2 separate regions of the Mus musculus genome follow, and region 1 is linked to region 2. Evidence: chromatin contacts called from public HiChIP or PLAC-seq data. All regions are on one chromosome and are shown on one strand. Each heading gives the region's core, a stretch centred on a gene start, on an enhancer-like site or on the middle of the called end of the contact. The rest is flanking DNA. Distances are from core to core; before and after follow the strand shown.

The links. HiChIP or PLAC-seq counts read pairs in DNA pulled down with a chosen protein or histone mark.
Region 1: an H3K27ac HiChIP or PLAC-seq map of heart atrium shows a contact between it and region 2, with 7 times the contacts expected there. The contact joins two enhancer-like sites. A contact is called at or near these places in 1 of 15 datasets of contacts at CTCF or cohesin (the NIH/3T3 cell line), 5 of 484 Hi-C or Micro-C datasets (adipose-derived mesenchymal stem cells, embryonic fibroblasts, nephron progenitors and 1 more) and 2 of 115 datasets of contacts at active chromatin or transcription factors (embryonic basal ganglia and heart atrium).

What each region holds. Positions count from the first base shown.
Region 1 is chr11:35,405,010-35,409,828 of GRCm38.p6, forward strand. All of the region lies in intron 4 of Slit3 (slit guidance ligand 3), which reads left to right. Among named protein-coding and RNA genes, the nearest start is that of Gm46277, 120 kb to the left of the region's middle. Within about 2 kb of position 2,797, at least 23 of the 459 cell types and tissues checked have an H3K27ac peak or open chromatin away from gene starts, as enhancers often do. A contact at or near this core is called in heart atrium, where this site is marked.
Region 2 is chr11:34,974,010-34,979,565 of GRCm38.p6, forward strand. No RefSeq gene overlaps it. Among named protein-coding and RNA genes, the nearest start is that of Gm33277, 35 kb to the left of the region's middle. Within about 2 kb of position 4,157, at least 5 of the 459 cell types and tissues checked have an H3K27ac peak or open chromatin away from gene starts, as enhancers often do. A contact at or near this core is called in heart atrium, where this site is marked.

The DNA.
Region 1 (4,819 bases), core at 1,547-4,046, 430 kb after region 2:
CTTCCAAGAACCAAGTCATTGAGAACAAGCCAGAAGGTATCCAGCATAGAAATGAAAGCTTCCTGTAAACCTTTTTAACTCCGTGCTGGAGACTTTTACCCTGTCCCGCATGCAGCCTCTTGTACTGCCTCTCGGTTGTCTGAAGGAGTAGAGAAGAAGAGACCGTGACCCAGATGTTCCCAAGGTCACAGGACGAACATCCTGATGCACCTGCAATGGACACCTGACTTACGTGATTTGGTCTGCTGGCCTGTGGTCAGCTCATCAGCGGAGATCCGCCCGTTCCCATCCTTAGCAGAACTGAGTCAAGAATCCTCCAGCTTGGTGTGACAACAGAGCACTCACGAGAACCTTTAAACAGTCAGAAGGGTGGCCATGGAAAGGGTCTGCAGTGTAGACTTACATTTCCAGGCTACTCTCCTTAGCCTCTTGTGCCTCTAATGTGTCAGCTGTGTACTTATTCCTAGGAGTATTGGGTGAAGCAGGCACTGGAGCACACCCCACCTGACCTCTCATTTCTTATAAGAAGGGGATTTGAGCTTGGGACAGGTGTAGAATTTATTGAGGGTCCAGCTCTGGTGTCTGGCAGCCTAGGGATCAGGCTCAGACTCTCACTGGCTGGCTTTCAGCTTAGTTTCTCCCACTTTTCTGCGGCCACGGGACAGGAACTAATGCTCTCCTTTTCTGTATACTTTGCTCATGATGCTTTAGAAACTCAGACGGAGTATCCCTTGTGCAGAGTGCTTGAGATTGGCATAGGTTGGGATTTGCAATGGGGACAAATTTTGGAATCTTTGCCTATACATGAGATGTCTTGGGTCAGGGCCTAAGTCTATAAAGATATAATTCATTTATGCTTTATATACACAGGATGAAAGGATTTTGATAGTATTTTAGTACACCAGCCCATCACGGAAACTCTGGTGTGGCTATTTCCACTGTGGCTTCACACAGTCACTCAGTGCAGTCCAGATTGGAGATTTCAGCTGGGTTTAGGAGGCTTAGTCGGAAGTGAAGGTCTGCTTGTCCTATCATTACTTCTTCTCGTGTTTGCCCAGCTTGGTTAGCATACAGAGCCTCGTATACAGAATGCCTCTAACCAGAGCACAGGCGGGAGGTTAGCTGAGACTTGTCACCCCTCACTGTCTTGTGTCCTCTCTAATTACAAGTGCACACAGTCCCCTGAAGACTGGAAAGCCCTTGCTGCTATCCTCTGAGCAGTTTGCTGCCCCCAAGTTTGTAATTCTGTCTGGCTCAAGAGTGACTTGAGCTGGTTCCTTCCTCTCTTGCAGTTATTTTTACTCCCTGTGGAGTTTGTTTTGGAAAGGCAGTTTTTTAAAAGTTTCCCTCTCTAACAAGAGTTTTGTTAGATTTTTTTTGTAGACCCAAAACAACAACAACAAAAGACCATTTCTTAAAGATACATACTTAGCTTATTCATTCATGCCTGGATTTGCCTGCTCTCCCTGGCTTTGTCAAAGGGCCATTCTTCCTCGGTGTTTTCCAAAGCTTTCCTGTTTTCAGGAGAGCTTTCTAATAAAACCCCTGAATGCAGTGGTGTGTCTTGCAGCCTCCTGGGCTCGGGGCTTTGGCAATGTAAATGTCCATTAGTTTGGCAAGCAAGAGTTTGCTCCAGCAGGATTTGTTCACAAAAGAGACATGCAGAAAGGTTGTCAGGCTAAAGTGAACTGTGAGGGCAGGCAGCTGGAAGTTGGAAGTGGGGAGAGCATTAGGGGGGGTCCTAGAGAAATCCCTGACTTCTTTAGGAGGCCCATTCCAGAAAGGCAGCCCTGGCTCCACATTATTCGCTTGATTCTCACTGGCCCTAAGGATATCCCAAGCGATTGTCTTCCGACCTGACATCACGGTACTTGTGTAGCTTTCTGTCCAAAGAGTCCTCAACTAGACAGCGTGTGGACTGCAGAGTACCTTAACTGTCTGTAAATAGTAGGCTGAAAGTTTCCTTCAAGTGAGATCGTCTGCTTCCTCACAGACTGCTCTGGGTCACTGTGTTCTGGGAGCCCCTTTGCGGTAATGTCTAGAAACCCAAGACACACCCCTCCTTCTTTCGTGCCAAGGAGATAGAGAGACCTGGGAAAGAGCTGAGGATAGGGCACAGAGTTCTCGATCTCTCCCCCACCAATCCAGCACGATGGGCAAGCCTAGTCTGTTCACCCCATGCCTTGAAATCAGAATGTTGTCTGTGATCCTTTCAAACGTTGAGCATTTTGTGTGCCTGTGTCGCTGAGAATGGAAGAACCACACACCAAGTTTAGAGGAGTGCAGCACCTACGTCCTGAAGCCAAACATCCACATTTGCCTGGGACTGGGAGGTTTCCCAGGACATAAGGATTTTTCATTCCCAGTAAAGTTTTCAGACAAGATGGTCACTTTAGAGACATCAGACTTCCTGACACCTTAACACGGGCGCCACACCCAGTGGGCTTCCTGCTGGAGTCTGACTGTTGGGATAACTATTCCAGTAAGAGGGGTAAATATATAAGCCATGTTTCTCAAAGATAACACCGTGAAGCCCTGGGCTGATTCACTCTGCTTCTGGTTAACGTGTACAGGTAGGAAGCTCCCACACATGTGACAGGAACCTGTGGGAAAGGATGAATAATCCCCGACACTCACCACCAAAAGAGGAAAATTAAAAATAAGTATCTGGGTGAATATATATATATATATATATATTCGTATTCAAGTCACTTTTATCTCTATTCTGCAACCAGAAGCTTCCTCTGTCTTGGATAGGCTGCCACCGTGTGGCCCTAAGCAGGCATGTGGGAAAGTAGAGGAAAGCACAGAGATGGGAATCGCCTCAGGCAACAATCAGTAGGGAAGGCAATGAGCTCAGTGCTTGTGCAAAGACTCAATTATATTGTCCAGGGCCTGGCTTCCCCTGTGGACCAGGATAATGCTCCTGGACTTGCCGCACCTCTCCAGCCCTAAACATTACGATTGCCACAAAGTTCACACATATAGAAGCTGAGGCTGGAGCTAAGTTACTCTTTCACAGTGACCTGGCACAGAGCCAGATCTCAAACCTGAGTTGGTTGGCCGTAAAGCCCTTGGCCTCCACACCAGGCATACTGGAGGGGAACCATCACAAATGGAAAAGGGGGGGATGGGATGGCCTGCGGGAGCCAGCTCTTCTGGAAGAGGTAAGCCTGACTAATTTAAAGGATGGATGGGTGCATCAGGAGAGAATCCAGAATCCAAGGTGTGGAACCCAGAGCAGAGAGGGAGAAATAGGATCCTCTGCTGAGGTAAAGGTTAATGGAGGAGACAAGTTATGAAGTAGCCAGTGAGGCATGAGTAGGAACCCGAAAACAGCTAGGAACGGGAGGCCGGTGGACAGTGTGCTCAAAGTCCTTACACTGTAGACTGCGTCTTCTAGCAGCAACGAGTACCTGTGTGGCTGTTGACTTAACACTTGTGAAGCATTCAATCCACTTTTGATTTATTGGTGGAAGTTCTGTGAACTGTGCGTTCGGATAACCCCATTACATATAGGAGGAAACAGCCAAAGAGAGGTGGCCGCCATAATAAAAAAGGGACTCACAGCTTGAGGGAAAACAGTTGCTTTTGGTGGAAAGAGCCATCCTCAGTCTGTCGGTGAGAGGCAGTAAGGGAAGGTGTTTGAAGTTGGGGCAGCTCAAGGACACAGAAGGCGAGGGTCTCAGTGTTGGTGATCTGGCTGGTATTTGTGTTGAAAGTCTCCTCCCCATGACAGGGATGGTGGCATCATCCAGTAATTCCAAACTCTGGCTTTATAGGCAGAAACCTGAGGATGACAAGTTCAAGGCTTGCCTTTGGTACAGACAGAGTTCAAGGTCAACATGGACAACTTATCGAGACCCTTTCTCAAAAATAAAAAGTGAAATGAAGTGTGTGTGTGGTGGGGGGGGGGTCTAGTTAACTAGTAGAGTACTCGTCTAGTATTCGTGAGGCTCTAAACTCTACCCACAGTATTAGAAAACAACAGAAACAGAGGAAGCGGGAGGAACTGGAGAGGCAGCTCAGTGGTTAGGGACATTGGCTGCTCAGGTTCCCTCCCAGCACAAACATGATGGCTAAGCCAGCCATAACTCTAGTTCTAGGGGGATCAGATGCCCTCCTCTGACCCTTAGGGCAGCAGGCACACACGAGGTATATATACATGCAGGGAAAACACATATAAATAATCATATACATAAAATAGAATAGATATCAGAGAGAGAGATAGAGACACTTCCTGCCACCTGTGAGGGTTGGGACCCACCTTTCCATCTCCATGGAGAGAAGGGGGATGGACTTGAGAGGAGTAACCATAGCAGCCCAGGTATTCGCTTGCCCTTGTTCCAGTAGGGGGTCCTTCCCAGACTACCAGCCTCAGGCAGGTCAGTTCTCTCTCACCCACACTTTCCTTACCTGGCACATGGAGTTTATACATTTGTTTTTCCTCTTGTTGCACAGTATAGACTTGAACAGCGTGGAGTCTAGGACCATCCCGGGGTACATCGGGAGAATCTAAAAAAGACCGGGACTCGGAAAAAGTTTCCAGTGATCATGGAACCAAGTGTGCGTCTTTTGAAAAGTCTCCTTGTCCACACCTCGCATGAAAATTGTTAAAGTCACGTTTGCTTTGTGAGGACAGGGCGTGTTGTTCAGAATGCTTCACAGGAGCAGTCCTCTGCTGACAGCTTTGCCTTTATGGATGGCGCGCCATACTGGCAACAGAGAACGCACGCACGCATGCAGTACATTATTGTGTTTTGACACCGGGGAGAGAGCACATCCACAGACATTTTTGTACACTATCCTGTTAGAAATG
Region 2 (5,556 bases), core at 2,907-5,406:
TGGAAATAGGCAGGCTCTGAGGCTACATGTGTAAGAGAATAAGAATTAAGACATAAGGTCAAACCAGCCAACAACAAAGTTGTACAGGCCTATGGCCATGGGACTGGAGGTTTATCAAGATGATTCAATTGAGGATTCCTGTAAGACTTCTTCCCAGGTTTCACCCATCTTTTGAAGACCTTCTGAGTTGTCCACATCCCTCAGTCAGGCTTGGGTTGGCTTGTCCTCTGAGAAGTGTGACCTTGGAAACTGGATGAAGAGTCTCTGGCCCATAAGATACTTACACCTGGCAGGTCCCCTCAAGGAAAAGTACCAAGAACACCTGCCCTGCAAAACTCTGTGGTAGTTGGGATGCAAGTGAGAAGAAAAGATGGGAGTCCCCACTCTGGTCAGTGGCTACTATGAACTTCTATCCATCCATTTATCTACCCATGAAACAAGATATATTTATTACATTCTTCCTGTATGTTAAGCACCATACTTGTATTGAACTACTTCATTAAGAAAAACTTTGCTTGTGGTATCTGAAGTATAAGATCTGGTATCTTCAGATATTAAGATATATCTGAAGTCAGTAAGCTCAGATTTAGGTTGTTATCCAAACTGGCACTAACCATTGAGATATCAAAAGTCATAGAGTATATATATATTTTAGGGAAACACCTATTTTCCATATTTAATACAATGTTAGGGCTATAATAAGTATTTCCTTCTGGTCTCTCTTTTGAGTTTACTCCTAGCATAAACATTTATGTCAAGTCTAGTTGTTATCCCTATTTCAAGTATAGCATGTAAGGAGTCGCCAGAGTACCCTCCTCCATCCCTCCCTCTCTTCCTCCCCTCTTCCTCACTGGCTCTCTATCTGCCTCCTCTTTCATATGGATTGACATGTAATGATTATGTATGTACACCCAAAGGGCATGTGGATCCTCCTTGAACTCCTAAAGTCCACTTTTGATTTCCTAATATCTACCAATTCCCGAGTTCAAGACTCTGCAATTTGAGAGTTCCTAGAATTTGGAGCAATTATGATTGCAGCTTCTTTTGCTCTGAAGCCACTGCAGCACCCGCCCACCCCTCTGAAGTTGGACCTTATCCAAACACGGAACTCAGCCCTTTCTTTGAGTTCCATAAGAAATGGACTTAACCACCAAAAGTATCTGTAGGCTTAACAGATGAATTTGTGTGTTGGTGGAAGAAGAGTGGAAGCAAAAACAAAAACCAAAAACCAAACAAAACAACAACAACAAACTTCAACAGATGCAATTTCGTCTGCTCTGTGTCTGCGAGTTTAGAGAGCTGGACAAGTCACTCCCCTTCTGTGTCTCAGTCCCTCATATCTCATTCTAAAAGGGCACCATAATATTTGCTCACAGGGTTAATATGTATGAGATTTATTTATTTTTTAACCAAAAGGATTAGGGCTAAAAATATAGCTCAGAAGTTAAGAGCAAGTACTGCTCTTGCTGAAGACCCGAGTTTGGTTCCAAACACCCACATCTGCTACCTCACAGTCATCAACTGCATTGGGGTCTGACATCAATGACCTCGCCAGCACTGCATCCAGCTGCGTGTACCCCAACCCCCTCCCCAACATATGCACATATAATTGAAGATGATAAAAATAAATCTTCTTGTAAAAAGGAAAGTCCTGGGTTTCATTTCAGCTCACATATTGGGAGAGATGATAGATAGCCAGGCAGATAGACACGAGACAGAGCTGAGTAAAGCTCTCATTTACACACATACATAGATGGGTACCACCACCATCGTTCCTTTAATTCCTGGCTTCTCTCACTCTGCCCCATTTGTTCCTCCTCCTCACTTTCCTCTCCTGTGAGCATTCTGGAAGAGAGACAGATTCACCCCAGCCCTCTGCTGTTCTTGTATAGAACAATTTCTCTTCTTTCTGCTCCGAGGTCTTGGCTCCCACTGACGTCATATCCCAAGCATGTTTACCAAGGTATTTTCCAGACAATGATCGCTTCCTCCTTGTGAGGGATTAAGGTGTCAAAAGTCATGATAATATTTTTTCAACTTGTTACATTTATGTATACACAAAAAGCTCCATGGCTTTAAATCAGTATTAAAAACACTGGCTGTGTCTTTGGGCTGTTTCACTCTCAAGAAATTCTCCGGTTCAGAGGAAGTAGCGTTTCCTGGCAGTGAGAGAGACTTCACTCAGTACATGCCTTCTAATGATGGCCAGGCCAGGCCGTCCGGGCCTCCTCCTTCCCTGGTCCTGGGACCTAGAGAATGACAGTAGCTCTTTTCTATAAAGGTCAAGGGGCTACAAGACCAGATGACTGGAACCTGGCACAGAAGTCAGTGATAGGAGGTTACCCGGAAAAGTATCTAATCTCTCTAGTCTCAGGATATCTCTTGCTTCTTTTATTCATCCGCCTTCAAAAAAGTCAGTCTCGTAGATGGAAGGAGATGTCTCTCAAGAAAGAGAACATATGATCCCAGAGTTTCACAGTCTTACTTATATGTTGGGGTTGGCTCGTAGCTGTGATGAACAAACAGGACTCCCAGAGAGCCACTCCTTTCTCCTATAAAGCAGGCACTTACACTCACGCATGTATGTGCGTGTGTGTCTGTGTGTCTCTGTGTGTGATTTTTATAATTTTTATAGAAAATGAGTCAAATAGACTCATACATCTATTTGAGTGCTGGTAGCAAATCACATTAAAAACTGAAACTTCCCATTGCTATCTCAGTTTCAGATCTACTCTGTGACTCCTTCCCTCTTTCTTACCATGGCCCAGAGAAGAAGACAGAAGTTTGATTGCTGTCTTTGGCATCAGTCAGAGGAAGAAGTTGACATTGGAAGAGTTTCGATGTAATTATAGTCTATCTTAGGTTTGGGATACGGATAGAGACAAACAAAGAGGAACGTGAGAGGCCTGTTCCATCTCTCAGGTGTGTCATGGAAAGAGTCCAGCTGGAGTCTCAACTTCATAATAATGAGCTTTGGGTTTTGGGCAAAACATACCAAGTGTGGTCTCCCTGTGTCACAGAGGAGCAGTGATGCCTGTCCACAAGGCTGTGACGGTTTGAGAGCAGCAGAGTTTTCTCCTGGGTTTTCAATACTGCCATTTCTTGAATGTTGTTCTTACCTTTTGGACCTTCCTCTCCAAATCCAGAAAACACCAGATGTAGACCTGGCAACAGTTGTTTTTCCCTCCTGACTTTCTTTTCCCCAGATCTTTCCATACTTACTATGCCCACTGGTCCTCTCGAGGACAGGTGTGAAGATGGTCTTCCCATAGTTCATTCCACACAACCAAAAGAAGGGATTAGGTAGTAATCCAGAAGTCACCACTATTGGAAAGTCACAGCCTACAAGAAGAAAGTAACAGGCCAAGTTCCTAGGGGACATGTTTAAATGACAAAGCCAACAGTCCATGCTCAGTTCCTGTAGTGTCCCAAGATTGAATATAATAAATCTAGGGAACCCTGATGCTCTGTTTTTGTAGGGTCTGGGTTCAGTTCCCAGCATCTACATGGCAACTCAAAGCCACTTGTAACTCTAGGTCTCAGGGGTCTGATATTCTCTTCTAGACTTCATGGGCATGTACAAGGTACATGTGCATACATACAGGCAAAATGTACACACAAACACACACATATTGATGTATACATATGTATTTATAAAGACGTGCCTTTAGAAATTTGTGTGCCTTTATAAATATTTGTATACATCAATGTGTGTGTGTGTGTCTTTATGTTTCTCATAAACATTGACTTGTATTGAAACCTTCATAGAATTTGAATTTGAGTTTGAAGAGGTCTTAGACCATCAGGTGACCAAACCCTTCTCTGGAGGTGGAAGAAATGTGCAGATTCAATCAATGTAAAATAAACTGTTCAAGGACCAAAGAAAACTGGGAATGTCTGAAAGACAAAAAAGGAGCGGATGGCTTTAGGCACCTGACGGGGGATAATTATAACACTTGGCTAATACATTTTTGGCACGAGCTTCTTGGCAGAGAAGGCAAAGTGGAAACAGGCTGGGTTACTTAGTTTTGGTTTTCTGACAATGGAAAACGTAGAATTTTTTCTGAAGAGACGAATTTTTTCCTGGAACTGAACAAAGGCATTTATCACATGAGTCACTGGTACAGGATGCTGAGGACAAAATGGACCGATCTCCCTCTGCGGTTTCTTACCAAGCAGTGCAACTTTCCATCTGGGTGTTCTTATTCTCACCCTTTATGGGTGAATTTTACTGATCAGGAATCTTTTTAAAGCACTGGGAGGGCCTAAGACGAAACAAAAATGGAATCATGTCTGCTCCTCACCTTGTTGCTAACTAACCCTAGCCCAAGGAGAGAGAATGTGCGGGTAATTTTATCTAGGTATAATCTCAAGGCAAGAATGATAATAATAAAATTTCTAATTGTATCCTTTTACCGAATACAAGCACATTTTATAAGTACAAGCAAGCTGACTGTGGTGGCTTCAATAAGAATGCCCCCATAAACTCGTATATTTGGATGCTCGGTCCCCAGGAAGTGGAACTGTTTAAAAGGGTTAGGAGGTGTTGGAGGACGTGTATCACTAGGTTTCAAAAGCCCATTCCAGATCCCAGCCTGCACCTTCTCTCTCAGACTATGGATAAGGATGTAGCTGTCCGTTACTTCTTCGATGCTATGCTTCCGGCTTCCCTGGTCCCTGCCTGATGATAATAGACTACACCTCTGAAACTGTAAGCCAGCCCTCAATTAAATGCTGTCTTTCCTAAGAGTTACCTTGGTCATGGTGTCTATTTGCAGCAACAGAGCAGGGACTAAGTCACTGACTAAGGCAGTGGTTCTCAACTTCCCAATGCTTCAGCCCTTTAATACATTTTACCATGTTGTGGTGACCCCCACCCAACTATTCTCATTGTTACTTCATATCTGTAGTTCTTCTACTGGTTTGAATCATCGTGTAAATATCTGTGTTTTCCAATGGTCTTAGGTGAGCCCTGCGAAAGGGTCATTTGATCCCCAAAGAGGATGTGACCCATGGGTTAGGAACAGCTGGATTAAGGATTTGTCAGATTGAATAGCTCCCCCAAGCCCTCCAAGTTCATCCCGGTCTCCAGTTCCTTCCTCTGTTGGTGGAGCCCCAGATTCTCATGTCAAAGAGGACTCTGAGGTCACATGTAACACGGCAATGAGTGACCACTTCACTGTTTGCCTGTGAGATGGGAAGGACACACAGTGTCTTGCAGTGAATTTGCCATCATTGTGTGATTACATTTTCCTGCTAGCAAAGAAAATTTCATATGGCAATAATTAAAAGATAAACATGGTTCCTGTAGTTCCTCTATATTCGTTAATGGAAACATCGCAAGACATAAATGACTTTATCACATTCTACTTGGCTCTTTGGGGCTCCCAGGAGTTGATGTATATACACAGGGAACAAGCCAAACAGAAACTCACCTCTCCCCTCAAAAATATGTCAAGCTTGCAGTGCAAGTTATAGTTATTATGAAGAGTTTGTTTATACAAGTCAATTTATGAATTATTAATTAAAAAATCTTAGTCTACGGTTAATGACTCC